Linked DNA regions of Mus musculus: all the other regions are linked to region 2. The links are chromatin contacts, called in public promoter capture Hi-C maps. All regions are on one chromosome and are shown on one strand. The core of a region is the stretch at or near the end of the contact, and the rest is flanking DNA. Distances in the headings are between cores, read along the strand shown.

Region 1 (3,275 bases), core at 590-3,089, 3.6 Mb before region 2:
ATTGAAGGAATTTGCAGTCAATGGCCTCAGTCTTCTTGTGAAACTGTTAGTCAGTCGTATAATAAAACGGGGCTGGCACTCAAAGATTGCAAAAGGTATGGAGGTGGAAAGTGAGACAAAGGTGCTGAAGAATACAGAAAATGGACAAGATCCCGCTGAAACCATACAGTCCAAATCCATGGCTATCAGATACACAATAGTGTTCTGTATTATGTTGTATACTGGAACTCAGCTTTAGGCAGATGTTTAGCATTTTGTATATTTACTATTACACACAGAGAAGCCCCTGGAAACACAGACTCTGATTTCAGAGATAACACACACAGTAGACACATGAAGTTTTGCCTCAATGAATTGATTTAGTCATCACCAATTCGTCTGTGGTACTCCGTAGTGTACTGGCAACTGCCCACATTTCATATGGTATGCCAGTACTAAAAAGAAAATGCAAAAAAAAAAAAAAATTAAAAAATAAATAAAATAAATCAGGCACTCAGCTAAACTTAGAAGTCTTAAAATGGTAACTTTGTCAGTTGAGGGACTTTTTTATCTTGTGCCAGTACATCTGTCTTTGATGTTTGCTTTATTTTCCTTATGTCACTACTCGTACTAGCCCAGAAATGGCTAATTCTGAGTTCAATAAGCTACATAAACATGACACGGTGGTGTACAGACCCATATAATCTCAGGAAGATCGCCAGTTCAAGGCTAGCCTGGGCTACACTGGAGACGTCTGTTTGAAGAAGAAAGCTACATTTCAATCGGTCTGCAAGTTTTCTAAGTACTCAAAATGATCTCAGAATCCAGACCGAGAAATGCATACGATGATGGCCCAGCTCCCACACCCACCTCTTCGGAAGTGTATAGTCTTAAAAATCACTAGATTCCGTTCCTGCACATTACAAAGGTGTACAAAATAGTCAGATTTAGGAAGCCTAGGACCCGAGACTCAAACTCGGACAAGAGTTTTCTAAGTGAGGACGTGATCGCTCCAAGGGATGGTGGAGGGGAAACAGTTTTCTTTTGGACCTGACTTCAGTCTCTCTCCTCTCACGAAGTTCTCTCGGAAGATCCAATGCTCTCTGGCTTAGGCGGTGGAGAAAATGGCCAGGCAGGAAAAGTCCATCCAGGAGGTCCGGGGCGAGGCCCCACCTCCCGGATCTGAGGGGCCAGGCCTCGCGCTCGCCCAGCTTCCCCCGCGCTTCTGCGCTCGCCCCCGACTTAGCCCGGGCCCCACTGCTCGCCATCCCACTGCCTCTGCTTCCCTGCGCCCACGCACGCACGCTCGATCGCTCGCTCGCTCGCGGGGGAGCCCACTCCCCGGCCCTGGAGTCTGCACTTGGGAGAGGCAGGCAGGGCTCCGCGCTCGCGCGGCCGCCGCGGCGCCGGCTGATGGCGTCACCCGCGCTTCCGCCTGCGGCTGCGTTCTAATACGAAGCCAGGAAGGAAGGAGGGAGGGCTGCAGGGCTGTGTGTGTGGGGGAAGTAGCGCGGAGAAGACAAGCCACCCAGGCGCTCGTTCGCCCGCCCGCTTGCTCGCTCGCTCGTTCATTCGCTCGCCCGCCCGCCCGCCCGCGGTCCCTGCTTGCGGTCCCCGCTCAGACTCGGTCTCCCCAGAGGAAGCCACTCCAGGCGCACTCCCCCGGCGGCTCCTTCCGGACGCCTGCTCGGCTTTCCCGGGCACGGCGTTCGCGCTCCGCCTCGCCCCCCCTCAGCCCTCCCGCTCTCTCTCCCTCCCTCCCTTCCCTCCCTCCCTCTCTCCCTCCCTCCGCCAAGCTCCCCGCCCTTAGTATCGCGAGACGAGGTGAGAGCTGGCGGAGCGGCGGCGGCGGCGGCGGCAGTAGAGGTGACCGAGGCGGTGGCGGCGGCGGCGGCCCGGAGCGCTGTGTCGGCCCCGGCGCGACCGAAGTCGCGGTAGAGCGGAGCCCCCCCACGCCCCTCCCCCGTCCGCGTCCCCCACCCCCTCTTCCCGCGGGGATGGAGAAGGCGACGGTTCCGGCGGCGGCTGAGGGAGAAGGGAGTCCCCCGGCGGCGGCGGCAGTGGCGGCCCCCCCCGCGGCGGCGGCGGCGGAGGTCGGCGGCGGGGCTCGCCCGGCCTCTTCTCCTCGTGGGATGGTGCGAGTCTGCGACCTGCTCCTGAAGAAGAAGCCACCGCAGCAACAGCAGCAGCAGCAGCCGCCGCACCACAAGGCCAAGCGGAACCGGACTTGCCGACCCCCGAGCAGCAGCGAAAGCAGCAGCGACAGCGACAACAGCGGCGGCGGTGGCGGTGGAGGAGGAGGAGGAGGCGGCGGCACCAGCAGCAACAACAGCGAGGAAGAGGAGGACGACGACGACGAGGAAGAGGAGGTTTCTGAGGCAAGGGCCTGGTTTCACCTCGAGGAGGGCGGAAGGGACCGTGGAGGGCCTAAGGTGGGAGGGGACTCGCGGTGGGACCGAGCCCTCGGGGCTTACGATCTGCCCTGAGGGACCGGGCTTTCGGCTGCCCCCTTTCTTTGCTCGGCCTGAGTCGTGAGGTGTGGGGACGTGGGGGAGGGTAGCTGACACGTGGGGGTGGGAGGACCGGAGAGTGCACGGAGTTGCCGAGAAGCTGGCTAGCCGAGGATGCTGCTTCGCAGGGTGAAGGGTGGAGGGATTGATTGGTCGGATTCCCGGGTGGCACTTTGGGGCCGAAGGGTGGTCTCTCTGGGGCCAGTAAGGCCACCTCATTCCCGGGGCGGGGGCGGAGCTAAAGCGGGAGGGGTAAGATAATAGGTAGGAGAGTCTCCGGGGGACCGACTGCGAGCTTGGTAGTTTTCTGTCAGTGGAAGGTGGCCGGGAGCAGTTGTGGAGGGGCGGTAAGATTGTAATGGACTCGGAGCTAAGTATTTGTATCTGGGAGAGACACGTGAGAGGCTGTACTTTTCCATACTGTTTTGCTGCAGGGCTTTTTCTTTTCTCTTTCTCTCTCTCTCTCTCTCTCTCTCTCTCTAAACTCGTGGCTGCTGAAGTACTCTTCGCTTCCTCGATTTGTGAAAGATTTATGGATGAGCCGATCTTCTATCCCTCCATATGCGTTTACAAGTGACTTAGTACGTAAAAATTGTTAGGTGCTCTGCGTGTATGTGTAATAATCCATCGGGTTCTCCCTTAATAAGAAATAATCAAACCATACCCCGCTTTTATTTAATTAACTTTATTTATTTATCTATTGTAAAGTAAGCAGGGATGAAGTGTCTGTTTTGCACCCGGGCATGGTTGTGATTGGGATAGGGAGGCCTTATGTTCTAGTGATCT
Region 2 (3,806 bases), core at 191-2,690:
GGGCAGTGATGGCACATGCCTTGCACTCAGGAGGCAGAAGCAGGCAGATCTCTCAAGTTTGAGGCCAGCCTGTCTGCAAATCAAGTTCCAGAACAGGCAGGGCTACATGGAAACCATGTCCCTAAGGGGGGGGGGGGGGGGAGGATGCTTATGACAAAGACAGATCTTTAAACATATTCCCACTCAAGACAGACCAGAAAAGTGGAAAAAAGCTTTAATGACTGTTCAGCCCACTTAACAAATCTCCACCTCAAATTTAATGAGCCACAAGCAGAGATTTGTGAAATGCAGGGCAGCAAGTGTGCACTATTTTCTTCTAAGACTGTCGCGATAGTCCCAGAGCTGAGAACTCTCTCAAGACTGCATCCCATCTAGACGAGTATCTTCTATGGTCTGGATCCTATACTGGCATCTGTGGTCTCTATATAGTATTTCAGAAGAAATGACATTTTATCAACTAAAATGTTTTCTTTTTATCTTTCCAAGTCTCTCTAGCCTCCACCTACGTATTCCTCGCTGAATCTTTTGAGAACTCTGCACTATTCTGGGAGATCCGTTGCTAGGACTTTTGGAAGAAGGGGCATGGGTGTTTGTTTGTTTGTTTGTTTTTTTCCTAATATCTTTCTTTCCAAAGTAAATACTCGAGGAATAAAAGAAGCGATTCTTAGCTTATCCAAAAGATCAGTGAGAAGCTACTTACAGGTATTTCTCATGATTAATAATCCACCTGAATGAATTAAACTAGTCTACTCACTAGTCTAACAATGCTAACTGTGACGTTATTTTCGAAAAAAGTCAACCAAAAAGACGACAGTTCAGAAAAATACGCATTACATCCGCATAATCCGGCCAGGAAACGTGCCCGGGGGCAAGTTCCTCAAAGCAAGCCCTCTCCCAACCGCTCCCGGGAGTGACGAGAGAAGCAAAGCCCTGGTCGAGGTGGGAGCCGCCGCAGAGACGAGGACGCCGGGCCCAGCAGGCCAGGCCTCGCAAGGAGCGGGTCACGATGCGGCCGCCTGCTCTGCGCGAGGCCCTAACCTCCCGCCTCGCCCGCAGGCCGCGGCTCCTAGGTCCCCTCGCCCGGCCGCCCCGAGGCCCCGTCCTCCACACTCACCTTTCTCCTCCCGGCTGTCGGCCGCCATGGCTGCCCTCCGGCTTCCGCCGCCGCCACCGCCGCCGCCGGGACGCGAGTCGCGCGGGCGCCGCAGACGCGGCCGCAGGCGCACGAGTCCGTCCGTCAGTCCGTCCGGCGGGCCGCGCGCTTCGACCTGACCTGCTCCACTCAGCTTCCTACGCGCAACCCTTCCTCCCGTGCTCTGGTTCTCTTCCCGCCTGGCTCTCTGGCCTCGGTCGGCGCGGGCTTCAGCCTTCCTGTTGGGGTTCGGCCACCACAGAGACAAGGGGGAGGAGAGAGACACAGATGGCGACGCCGGGCGGCGCTAAAATGGAGCCTGCTTCCTGCGCGAAACAATCCCGCTCCCGAAATGCCTTGCGCTGTTTACGCTCTGTGCCTCTCGCGGAACGTCACAGTGCGGGGAACCGGGGCGGGGGCGGAGGCGGGGACGGGGACTGGAGCGAGAAGCGGGACGTAAGAGGGCGTGACTTCGGCACGTCGTCCCGCCCCGCGCGCAAACTTGACGTCCAGGGAACCGCCCTCGTTCCAGAGGATAATCGGTATTTAGGCTTCTCTGCTGTGCTTCCTACAGCTCAAGGATGCAGACATCTCACCAGAAACGTTTGGAAGGCCTTGAATGGTTAGTGTGAGACACCATCAGAAAGGGTGTTATGTCTTTCTTTGGTTTTACGAGACAGGGTTTCTCTGTGTGGCCCTGGCTGTCCTGGAACTCACTCTGTAGACCAGGCTGGCCTCGAACTCAGAAATCCGCCTGCCTATGCCTCCCAAGTGCTGAGATTAAAGGCATAAACCACCACTGCCCGGCTATGTCTTTTTTATATATTTAATTTTCTTTTATTTGATTAGTAGTGTCTACTACTTCTTTTTAAATATTGTTCTAGGACCAGGGGTTAAGAATAGCTTTATTGTTGGGTGGTATTTGGGCTCATCTTTAATCCCAGCACTGGAGAGGCAGAGGCAGAGGCAGAGGCAGGAGGATCCCTGTGAGTTCGAGGCCATCCTGGCATACAGATTGAGTTCCAAGACACCCATGGCTACACAGAAACCCTGCTTCAAAAATAAACAAACAAATGTGTTCTCCCTCAAAGGAAGTCTGAGTTTATCTTCTAGTTAAGGCAGCCAAGGTTTGAGTAAACAAATTGAAAGTTGTGCTGACGCCAGGAGTGGTGGTGCACACCTTGAAACCCAGCATTCTGAAAGCAGAGGCAGGGGAATCTCTGAGTTAGAGCCCAGCCTGGTCTATAGAGTGAACAGTACTGGGATAGCCAGGGCTACAGTGAAACCTTAGCTCAAAAGAAAAACAAACAAAAAAAAATGGAAAGGAAGAAAAAAGACAAAAGGGAAAAAGAAAATTGTGAACTTTATTAAAAAAAAAAAAAGCTAGCTAGAAAAGGGTGATGCATACCTTTAATCCTCCCATTAGGGAGGAGGCAAGCAGATATCTGAGTTCAAGAACAGCCTGGTCTACAAAGCAAGATCCAAGACAGCCAGGGCTACACAGAGAAACCTTGACTTGGAAAACAGAGAGAGAGACAGACAGACAGACAGACAGACAGTTGCTATAGTGATAAGACCCCTTTTTATGGAGAAAAGCTAGTACAGAGGCCCTCCTGTGGAGGTGAAGACTGATGGTAAAAGATAAGAGACAATAACAAATAAGCACTAATTGTCTTCGGAAAGCACATACAAAGACTTTATGAAGATCTGAGGGGCATTCCAGTAACCAGGAATGGAGGTGAATGAAGATCTGCGGGGCATTCCAGTAACCAGGAATGGAGGTGAATGAAGATCTGCGGGGCATTCCAGTAACCAGGAATGGAGGTGAATGAAGATCTGCGGGGCATTCCAGTAACCAGGAATGGAGGTGAATGAAGATCTGAGGGGCATTCGAGTAGCCAGGAATGGAGGTGAATGAAGATCTGCGGGGCATTCCAGTAACCAGGAATGGAGGTGAATGAAGATCTGCGGGGCATTCCAGTAACCAGGAATGGAGGTGAATGAGAAGACAAGTACTGAGATGATGTTTGACAAAAGTCACTGCCCACTGGTGGTGGCATCACATGCCTTTAATCCAAGCACTTGGGAAGCTGAAGCGCAGATCTCTTGGATTTTAGGCCTGCGTAGTCTAAAAGCAAGTTCCAGGACAGCCAGGGCTACACAGAAAAACCAAACCAAACAAACAGTAGTACGAGATCTTCAGGGAAAATAACTTGGAGTAAGCCTACTGAAAGGTAGGAAGTGAAAACACCCTGGATACTCCAAAGAACCATCCTATAGAATGTAAAAGCAAGTCTACACACGTAGACTTGTAGTTTGAGCTGCTTGTCAGAATCCCTTGGATGATAGTAGAAGACCAGCCAGTCACATTTACCACTTTTGGTTTTATTTCTTGGGAAAGCCTCACTTTCTCAAAAAGTATATTCTTGACTCTCTAGAATTCCATGACCCTCATGCGTCCACCTCACAAGAGCCGGTACATCCTAGCATACTGGGGTTTATAACACTTGGATAGAGAGAAACGATCACTTATTCTGTCTTTCCCATTCAAATTGTAACTTAGAGGTACCAAAATAAGTAACTGGTAATGCCAATGTGCCATAGTCAAAGAGCCATACAACTAAGACATCACCATTTTGCAATCACTAATGAAATAAACATCACTGCAACTAGC
Region 3 (3,558 bases), core at 942-3,441, 3.4 Mb before region 2:
TTAGACTGGAACTCAGCAGGTAACCCAGGATGGCCTCAAGCATACCTTGCTGCCTCTTAAAAACTGTGTGTGTGTGTGTGATTGATAGATTTACTGTGCAGGTGTCTGAGACCAGAAGAGAGAAGAGGGTGTTGCTGGGGTGGCAGATAGTTGTTTGTGAATGGCTTGAGGTCAGAGCTAGAAGGTGAACTTGAGTTCTCTGAAGGAGTAACAGGCCATCTCTCCAGCCCCCTTAGATGGTTCTCTTCAAAGAAGTCAAAAGTTAAGAAGAAAAATGAGTTGTATGACACAAGTAAAATTGAAAAAATTGATGGCAAGTACTGAGAAGTGTGTGTGTATTTATACACATTTATATACAGAAACATTTATATATTTTATATATATTTCAGGGAGCTATTGCAAGCGGTGGCCCCTTAATTTTTAGGTGTTCAGAGAAGGATCTTGGGAGAGACCCAGACTTGAATTCTTAACCTCCCTTTGCCTCCCTCAGGCACTAGTGCATGAGGTTTTCTCAAAAGTACACTTCAGCCTGAATTACAGTGAGTCCTTGAATAGCCTGTGCTACAGAGAGAACATATTGTATATCTCAAGGGCCTATGGGGGAGGCATAAAGCTATGCCTGATAACCTCAATCCAATCCTTAGAATTCTCAAGTGGTCTCTGATACCACATGAGTTTCCTCCTCAGGGTTAGTGTTAGATTTACAGACACGTCATATGCACATTATTAAGAAGACAAAAAGTTAAATATGCTCATATATGCAACATCACAAAATAAGTATTAAGAAGTTTAGTTCACATAACAATATATGGGTTTAGTTTTTAAATTTATTTCCATTACTTTGACATGAATGCAGGTGTGCAGTTTTATCAGAAGAGGTTGTCAGTTACCTGTAGCTGTAGAAAAAAATTGTTAAAGATTTTAATAACTGCTTGAAATTTTTGGTTTAGGGTTTGTGAACAATAGATCTACAAATAACAGGCTTATTTATTACACATAATAAATTTACCTACTTTCCCAGTGTTGAGAATTAATTCTAGGTTCTCATGTATGGTAAGTTGGGACTTGGGGGAGTTGTTTTTAAGTAACTTCTCTGGCTTAAGGCCATCTTGGAAGGGCCTACTGGATATTAACAGTTTTATGGAAATACGGTGGTTTCTTAAACTAGCAAGAGATAAGTGAGCTGTTTTTAAAAGGGATTATGCTATGGGAACTAAAGGCAGGTTACCCAAGTTTCAGAAAATACGCTATCTGACAGCTTTGGTAGGTGTTCAATAAAGTAGAGGACAGTGTCCACAGTTTGGCTTTACCAAACATGGGAGAGGTTTCTAAAAACTCAATTCACTTTGGCCTACCCTAGGAGTGGGCACTTCGTTGTTCCATTTATTTTCTGTTGACAGGAACACGAATGTGAAAAACACACAGTTGTTAAAAGCCCTGTGCATTCCATTTAACCGTTGAAGCAAAATTGTGCTGTTGATGGAATTCATTTTGTAAAATGAAAAATAGTATTTTTCCCTGCTCCTTATTATGATGGTGATTCTTCTTCTTATTTATTTATTTCGTTTTTTTCTTTTCTTTTTTTTTTTTTGGTTTTTCGAGACAGGGTTTCTCTTTATAGCCCTGGCTGTCCTGGAACTCACTCAGTAGACCAGGCTGGCCTCGAACTCAGAAATTCGCCTGCCTCTGCCTCCCAAGTGCTGGGATTAAAGGCGTGCGCCACCACTCGGCATTTCTGCATTCTGTTTATAAAGGAATACAGAATGCTAACCGGAACAGATAAAGACATTTAGGTCTTATTATAAAGTAGAGCTGCCTAGGGGGATAAAGGACGCAGACTTAACACTGACCGAGCCAGAAACACTATTCCCAAAGTAGGTGTTTCAGCAGTGCGTAGAGAAAACGGAGATAGATGCTGCGCGCCTTGGGCGGAAACAGCCGAGTCACAAAAAGTACTCAAGCCACAATTTCCTTGAGTGGAAACTGAAACTCAACAGCAAGGCAGTTTGCTCGCCCCGCCTACCCCTGCAGTTCCGGTTCCCGCTCTGAACTCCACCCCAGCAAGGAAAGGAGTTAAGAGAGCCTCAAGCGGCTCATTGCCGCGTGGGAAAGGCGGAGTCTTACGTCATCTCTAGCGCGACACTGGACAGGGCTTTCGGCTGGGAAGGTCAGGCGTGGCCTCGGGTTCGCGCATGCGCGCAACCTCCTGGTGCTAGTGCTCTAGTTGGCCGCCCGCTCCGTGTAACCATGCTGTGCCGGTCGTGTGCCGGGTGGCTCAGGTCGCTGCCCACCCTGCGGCTCCCGGCACCGGGATCACCGCCCGCCTGGAGCAGCGCGCGGCTCCCAGCCCTTCCGGTATGGGCAGCCGCTTCGGTGTCTGCGGCCTCTCCAGGTGGCTGGTATGAGGCCCTGGCAGCGTCGGCGCCGGTGCGCACCGCGGAGGAAGTGCTGCTGGGCGCGCAGGAGGCTACCGGCCTCCCCTGGTGGAGCAACATCATACTCAGCACCGTTGCCCTGCGCGGTGCTGTCACTCTGCCCCTGGCCGCCTATCAGCACTACATCCTGGCTAAGGTGAGGGGCGTCGGTCCCCGTGCTGCCTGCCTGCTAGTGTTAACATGGAGGCTAAAATAATTTAGTTAGCATTGCATGTTAAATGATGGTTGGTGACTCGAGTACCTTCCAGTTCACCCGACCTACCAAGTATTTATTCGAAATACAAGTGCCTCCCAAATGTTCGGTTGAGACCAATATTCAGAAGAAATGGCACGGAGGAACCTGAAACATTAGGGTCATAAACATTTTAAGAGTCTGCAGCATCATTTGTCACTATTGATACTGCTCTTTATTACTAGAAAGGTATCACTAAGTTAGCAGTTTCCAGACATGAATTCTTCCTCTGGGCCTACCACCTACTACCCTGTATCTGATGGATTGAAACTTCGAGTTGGCTTTTTAGGAACTCTGTTCAGTGGAATTGGTATAACGTTACCTCCCCCATGGCTGTGCCTGGGGGTGGGGGTGGGGTAAGTCAAGATTTTAATTTGAGTCACAGAGGATTGCCAGGAAGGGAGCAGCAGCATTGAGCCAGGAAGCATTCACAGTGAGGTGTTAACACTGGAATGCTGTTTTCTCTCTCCTGGGAAATGTAGGGATGGAACAGTAAGAACCAGGATGCAGTTTTCATTTACTCGAAATCCTATGGAGGAGGTGCTGTTAGATATGCTACATACTGGGAATCAGGATTTCAGGTTATGCACAGCCAGAAACAGAAAACATCAGGTACCCATAACCAAGAAGTTGCAGTTGGTTTAACTCAGTATGGTTGCCAAGATCACGCAGATAGATGTACAGGCAAGGAATTTAAATCTGGGGTCAAAGATACTTTAAGCAAACTAATATCTAATAGAGTTTTCTTAAATGTTTTCGATTACAAGTGTGATCAGTAAACAACATTTGTATATGGTCTAGGGAACAGAGACTAGAACTGTGAGTTTGGTTGTCCTGACCAAATGCTGAGTGGGGGAGGAAAGGGATTATGTGGTTTGTAGGTTATATAGT

The links. Promoter capture Hi-C pulls out the DNA fragments that hold promoters and counts their contacts.
Region 1: a contact with region 2 is called in a promoter capture Hi-C map of pre-B cells. The contact joins the promoter of Ankrd17 here to the promoter of Ythdc1 in region 2. A contact is called at or near these places in 2 of 39 promoter capture datasets (cranial neural crest and pre-B cells) and 2 of 484 Hi-C or Micro-C datasets (B cells and CD4 T cells).
Region 3: a promoter capture Hi-C map of pre-B cells shows a contact between it and region 2. The contact joins the promoter of Cox18 here to the promoter of Ythdc1 in region 2. A contact is called at or near these places in 1 of 39 promoter capture datasets (pre-B cells) and 2 of 484 Hi-C or Micro-C datasets (B cells and CD4 T cells).

The regions. Positions count from the first base shown.
Region 1 is chr5:90,364,749-90,368,023 of GRCm38.p6, reverse strand. It overlaps Ankrd17 (ankyrin repeat domain 17), which reads left to right and starts at 1,839. Exons shown (of 34, transcript NM_030886.2): 1 at 1,839-2,357. The coding sequence starts at 1,977. Gm9958 (predicted gene 9958) reads right to left here and starts at 1,027. Exons shown (of 1, transcript NR_045618.1): 1 at 1-1,027.
Region 2 is chr5:86,801,900-86,805,705 of GRCm38.p6, reverse strand. Ythdc1 (YTH domain containing 1) reads right to left here and starts at 1,440. Exons shown (of 17, transcript NM_001347375.1): 1 at 1,115-1,440. The coding sequence starts at 1,142.
Region 3 is chr5:90,222,629-90,226,186 of GRCm38.p6, reverse strand. It overlaps Cox18 (cytochrome c oxidase assembly protein 18), which reads left to right and starts at 2,191. Exons shown (of 6, transcript NM_001033310.3): 1 at 2,191-2,571. The coding sequence starts at 2,248.